Linked DNA regions of Mus musculus: region 1 is linked to region 2. The links are chromatin contacts, called in public HiChIP or PLAC-seq maps. All regions are on one chromosome and are shown on one strand. The core of a region is the stretch at or near the end of the contact, and the rest is flanking DNA. Distances in the headings are between cores, read along the strand shown.

The links. HiChIP or PLAC-seq counts read pairs in DNA pulled down with a chosen protein or histone mark.
Region 1: a contact with region 2 is called in an H3K27ac HiChIP or PLAC-seq map of regulatory T cells, with 6 times the contacts expected there. The contact joins two enhancer-like sites. A contact is called at or near these places in 4 of 39 promoter capture datasets (embryonic stem cells, hippocampal neurons, pre-B cells and 1 more), 7 of 484 Hi-C or Micro-C datasets (LSK cells, double positive thymocytes, embryonic stem cells and 4 more) and 4 of 115 datasets of contacts at active chromatin or transcription factors (the SCID.adh cell line, cardiomyocytes and regulatory T cells).

Annotation. Positions count from the first base shown.
Region 1 is chr2:173,088,275-173,090,974 of GRCm38.p6, forward strand. The region is part of intron 2 of Gm40011; the gene reads left to right. Among named protein-coding and RNA genes, the nearest start is that of Gm40011, 6.8 kb to the left of the region's middle. RefSeq lists an enhancer at 1-593. Within about 2 kb of position 1,392, at least 14 of the 459 cell types and tissues checked have an H3K27ac peak or open chromatin away from gene starts, as enhancers often do. A contact at or near this core is called in the SCID.adh cell line, double positive thymocytes and regulatory T cells, where this site is marked.
Region 2 is chr2:172,926,505-172,929,204 of GRCm38.p6, forward strand. All of the region lies in intron 1 of Bmp7 (bone morphogenetic protein 7), which reads right to left. It overlaps Gm40010 (a long non-coding RNA gene), which reads right to left. Exons shown (of 3, transcript XR_867069.2): 3 at 1-2,700. Among named protein-coding and RNA genes, the nearest start is that of Gm40010, 12 kb to the right of the region's middle. Within about 2 kb of position 1,352, at least 40 of the 459 cell types and tissues checked have an H3K27ac peak or open chromatin away from gene starts, as enhancers often do. A contact at or near this core is called in the SCID.adh cell line, double positive thymocytes and regulatory T cells, where this site is marked.

The DNA.
Region 1 (2,700 bases), core at 142-2,641, 160 kb after region 2:
GTTCTTATTGTCACGGGTGCTGGGGATGGGACCAGCATAAGCTAAGCTAAGCAGGCATGCTCTCTACCACTGAGCTACCCCCACTCCCAGGTCTACATTACTCCTTTTCACAGTTCAGGCCTTAGAATAGAATCACTGTTTGAGAAATCTTAATCACGTTTGGATTGCTCTGCACGCTTGCAGCCATTAACCAGAAATGATGAGTACAGCAGGCCACCCTCTAAGCTCAGTTGCCTCTAAGAGAAATATTTAAAAAAATTTTTTTTAGATTTATTTTTATTTTATGTGTGTATTTTGCTTGCCTGGGTATCTATTCACTATTCGTGTGCCTGGTGCCTGTGGAAGTCGGAGGAGGGCCTCAGATCCCTCGGAACCGGAGGCAGTTGTGAGCTGCTATGTGGATGCTTGGAATTGAACCTGGGTTCTCTGGAAGAACAGGCAATGCTCTAAACAATGGAGACATCTCTCCAGCCCCCAAGAGAGCTATTTTACCAGAGCTGTTTGTATGACATCTCCTGGCCACAGGAGACTTTTGTGGCACTTTCTGTGGTGTCCAGCACAGCGGGCCTCCTGTTCTGTCCTCTGCTCAGGGTGGAAGCAGAGGCAGGCACACCATTTGAAACACTAGGTTGTGCAGGTTGCAGAGATGATTGGTGGTGACCGTGTTTATGACAGCCATGCCTTGGGAATGTGGGGCGGCTGGTGTGAGCATCTCACACCAGGTACTCACTACAAATCAACTTCTACGAAAGGCTGGGGCGAGGGAGTGTGAGCGGAGATGAGCACCACACTCCAAGTCATTCGCTGTCGTCGGTATGTTTCACTTGCCTTAGAGACAAAACCAGGACCACTGATAGGACCAGCCTGAGGCCTGTCATGGGCATCAGAAGAGATGAGCGTTCATTCGGGAGACCAGACCTAGGAAAAAACCTGTTCTTGCCACTTTCCAAAAGTGAGCCATCATGACATGGATGCCACCAATGGACCTCGATGTCAGCTGTAGAGGTTATCACGATGTAAAGCATGCTTTCTGTTGGTCTCTCTCTCTCTCTCTCTCTCTCTCTCTCTCTCTCTCTCTCTCTCTCTCTCTCTCTCTCTCTCTCTCTCTCTCGTTTTAACGGTCTTTGTAGGAGAATGCTGTCATCAACCTAAGTTACAAGGGGATATACTGTCTCCTGGCAAAACAGGCGTGAGCTGGGGCAGAGGTGAATCTCCAAGTCTCTAAAGGAAGTCCTTCCCAGGTAGCTCCCCTAACCTGCCACCCTCATCAACAAATTCTCCTCGGGTACAACACAAGGTAAGCTGCCAAGATTGAGTCCGGACTTTGTGTGTTTATGGAAGTGCCTTGAATCACCAGTACCAGTGTTTGAGAAGTTGACGCCTGCCCTCTGGTGGGCACTAGATGCACTGCAGCTGTGTTAGAGCCCAGTGCATTGGAATCTGCCACCCTTCAGCAACTGTGTGCTGCGCTCTCCTCCTGGATGGGGTTTGTCATAGAACAGAGTCAACATTCCAGCCAAACTTTGCTGTCCGATCCAAAAGTCTGCTTATAAGGAGATTTTTGACTGCTCTTTAGAGACCTACGAGGCTTGCTTTTTTTTTTTTTTTTTTTTTTTTTTTTTTATTTTGAGACAAGGTCTCATATAGTCCAAGTTGGCTTTGAACTCACTATGTAGCTAAGAATGACTGTGAACTCCCAAGCCTCTTGTCTCCCCAATGCTGGGATTACAAACCCTGCACCACTGCATGCAGTTTATTCTGTGCTGGGATCAAACACAGGGCTTCATGCTAGACAACCACTTTCCTGACTGAGGGACGGCCTCGCCCCAGCCTCTTAGGTTAGCATCCTAAGAACATGTTCTTTCCCTTGCATGCTCTTTAAAAAGGCTTATTTTTATTTCATGTGTGAGTGTTTTGCCTACATGTATGTGTGCGTACACTGTCCCCGGAGGCAAGAAGAGGGCGTCAGATGCCCTGCAACTGGAGTTACTAACAGTTGTGAGCTGCTGTGTGCCTGCTGGGAGCTGGACCTAGGTCCTCTGCATGGGCCAACAGTGCTCTATAACCACTGAGCCACCTCTCCAGCCTCATTTGTTCTTAAACTAAGAGTGTTAAAGTGCTGTGAAGTGCACAGAAGAGCTCCCACTGTGGTACTTCTTCTTTTCAAAAGATCTATTTATTTAATGTATGTCTTCAGACGCACCAGAAGAGGGCATTGGATCGCATTCCAGATGGTTGTAAGCCACCAGGTGGTTGCTGGGAATTGAACTTGGAATCGCTGGAAGAGAAGCCAGTGCTCTTAACCTCTGAGCCACCTCTCCAGCTCCCATGGTACTTCTTTAAAACTACAATGATTTGTGTGCACGTATAGCACTCATGTGTGTCAAGGTATGCATGTGGGCTCAGAGGACAAGTGTCAGGATGGCTTCAGTTCTCTCCTGGGGATTGAACTCAAGTCATTAAGGCTTGGCAGCAAGCACCTTTTACCTGCTGACCCATATTGCTGGCCCCACAATGGCTAAATATACAGTTAGTTTAGAGGTGTTCAGAGTGTCGCACTGTTGAGTAGCCTTCATGGCCTTTCTAAGTCTTCATGCTGAATAACGGTTCAATGGGTGTTGCAATGTCCTCATTAAACGCTATTCCTCTGTGCTCCCGCCCCTGCTGCCCTCTGTTCTCCTGTCCTTCCCAAGGATGCTG
Region 2 (2,700 bases), core at 102-2,601:
GTTTCGAGCTGCAAGGGAAGCTGAGCAAGCAGACGGGGCGGAGCTTGGAGCCTATCCTGTAATCAAGAGCTGTGCCCTGTTTACTATGATGGGCCAGGTAGCATGGAGGGCTTATAGTCTGCCTACTGACAGTGCTGGGAACCTCTGTTAAACCCATCCTGCACCCTCTCCAGGACTTGGTAGAGATTGGCTAGTATGTCCATTCTTAACACTCAGGAAGGCGCAGATCTCCCCCAACCACATAAGCTACTCATTGTTGAGCTGTGATGCCCACGACTAGAGAGCTCTGACAGACGAGCTTTTGTTCCCAGCAGATGCACACTGGCCAGAAATTATCCTACAAATATCCCCCTACCCTTCCTGCCCCACTGTCTATCAGAAGAAGCACCCAGGCCCTGTCCCAGCATCCCCCAAGGGAACAAGCCGCAGCAGAGTTGAGGCTAGACCCCACCCATGACAAGGTCTGCCAGGGTTCAAGTCTCACCAGTAGCTCTCAGGCAGAAGGCCTTCTCCACACAGCTTAAATGTGGACCAGACTCTGAGAACACTCAAGGCATCTTGTCCTTGTGTAGGCTCTGACCAGGGACACAGCTGCCACGGGTCCCTGAGCAGGACCCAGGCGGAGCTCCATCAAGTTCTGCTTCCACCTAGGGAACAGAACTTCTGACCTCCTTTGATCACGGTCAAGAGCTTTTGCCCCTGCAGGACACTGGAAGGGGTCCACTGGTCCTGTTACTAACAAATGCTGAACTTCTGCTGGGTCTTCAAGGTCAGATCTTTGGGACTGGGGTTAAAGTGAATCTATCAGCAGCCTGTGGACTGCAGAGTTTGGTTTGATTAATAACAAGCAATGTGCTGGGGGCACAGCTTGGAGGTGGAGCATTGGCCTGAAGGTTTAAGGCCCTGGGTTCTGTCCCCAGTACCAATAAGCACAAAACAACCATCACAGGTGGCCAGCCTTTTGTTCACATGTACTGTGGTACACTGCTGTGTCTGCAGGCTTTGGAAGCTAGCTTGGGCTCTACTTACCTATGCATGCCTCCCTAAATACAGGTATCAATGTAGGAAACCACAAGAGGGGGAGAGCATTTTAATCCACTGAACACGGCTCCAGACAACCACATCGAGCACACCTTCCTGCCCTTGCTTGTAAGCCAGTCTTCTAGGCAACCTCGGAGGAGAGGTTATGCGTACTCTGTTCAGGGCACTCCTCCAACTGGTCCCCAGCTCTGTTTCTTTAAAAAAAAAAAAAAAAAACCCTGACCAATGACAGATCTTAATCAGCAGAGAGATAACTTTCTAGTGAAACAGGATCAGCCCGGTGTGATAATGCCAACTTCCTGTTTTGCCTCGTGCCCTGTCAACACAGGCAAGCTTCTGTCTGAGCCAGTGTCTTTCTGCTCAGGCATGCCACCTCCATCCAGTGCCGTAGATGTAGGGCTGAGGCACCATGTCTGGGGGGGGTGGCTGCTGACTACCTTCATAGCCTGCACTAAGACTGCAGCTGGGGTTCCTGGTTGTTGAGTATACATGCTGACCTCCTCTCTGCTCCCACCAACTGGGCACCCCAGAGTCAGGAAGCAGGGTTAACTCTAGAGATGGAACCAAGTCTCTGAGCCCAAAAAAGAGGTCTTGGATCTACCAAGAGGTAGGAGTAGGCCTCAGGGCTGGACTGCTTATGAGATATTCTTCAACAGGGATGAGACAGAGACCACTTGGGCAAGGTGGTGTGGAGTACTGACTTGGGGTGGGGGTAGGGAGAGTCACATCAGAGGAGACAGAGGTCCAACTAAAACCAGGAAAGAGGTACTCTGAGTAGGGTAAGGAGGTCCCTGCAAAAGGATAATGTACTCAGACAATGTCTGTCACAGGCAGTCATCAACAGAGGATCTGGGGGGGGGGGTCCACAAATGATCATGGCAGGGCAGGCAGGAGACACTCAGGCTTTGGCCACCACAACATCTGACAAAGCCACACTGGTGGGCCACTATATACTATAAATGTCGGAGCACACACCCAGCCTGTGTGTGAGCAAGACATTTATTTAGCATCCCTGTCAGTTGGGTGGTGGGTAATTGTCACTTGTGACTATTTAACACGTGCTCTTAGAGAAACACAGTCAGTAGCTAGGCTGAGCCTCAGGTTACGATCTGAAGCCAGCTAAGGTCCAAGGCGGTCTCTGTGCTTTGTGGAGCTTTGAAGCACACAGGAAGCTGGCTTGCCCATCTTCTCCATTACCCAGGCTAAAACACTCAGCCTCCTGCTGAGGAAGCTGGAAGACAGCTCATGAATAGGCCCAGGTGTACATTTAAGCACCGTCGGCCTGTAGGGAGTGGGGAAAGGGACATCTATTTGGGCAGCAGAGAGAGAACCCTAGGGCCCTCGGGGTATCCCTCTCCACCTTGTTCTCAGGGGCATCTCTCAGGAAGGCAGCAGGATCCAGGAGTAGGTCCCACTGTGGTTGCAGTCTTTCTTACAGTCCGAAGGGGATTCATCCCCAAGAACGTGTGTATCCCTTATAGCTTGGCTGCTGCAAGCCTGTAGCTGGTTCTCTAAACTTCCAAAAAAAATCACTCGGAGTCAGTGGTCTCCAGCTGGGGCGGGGGGTGGGGGGGGGGGAGGCTTGCCCTCACCCAGGAGATTCTTAGCCAGGTCTGGGGGTGACATTTGAGTGTCACAACTTGTGATACAGACAGTCCT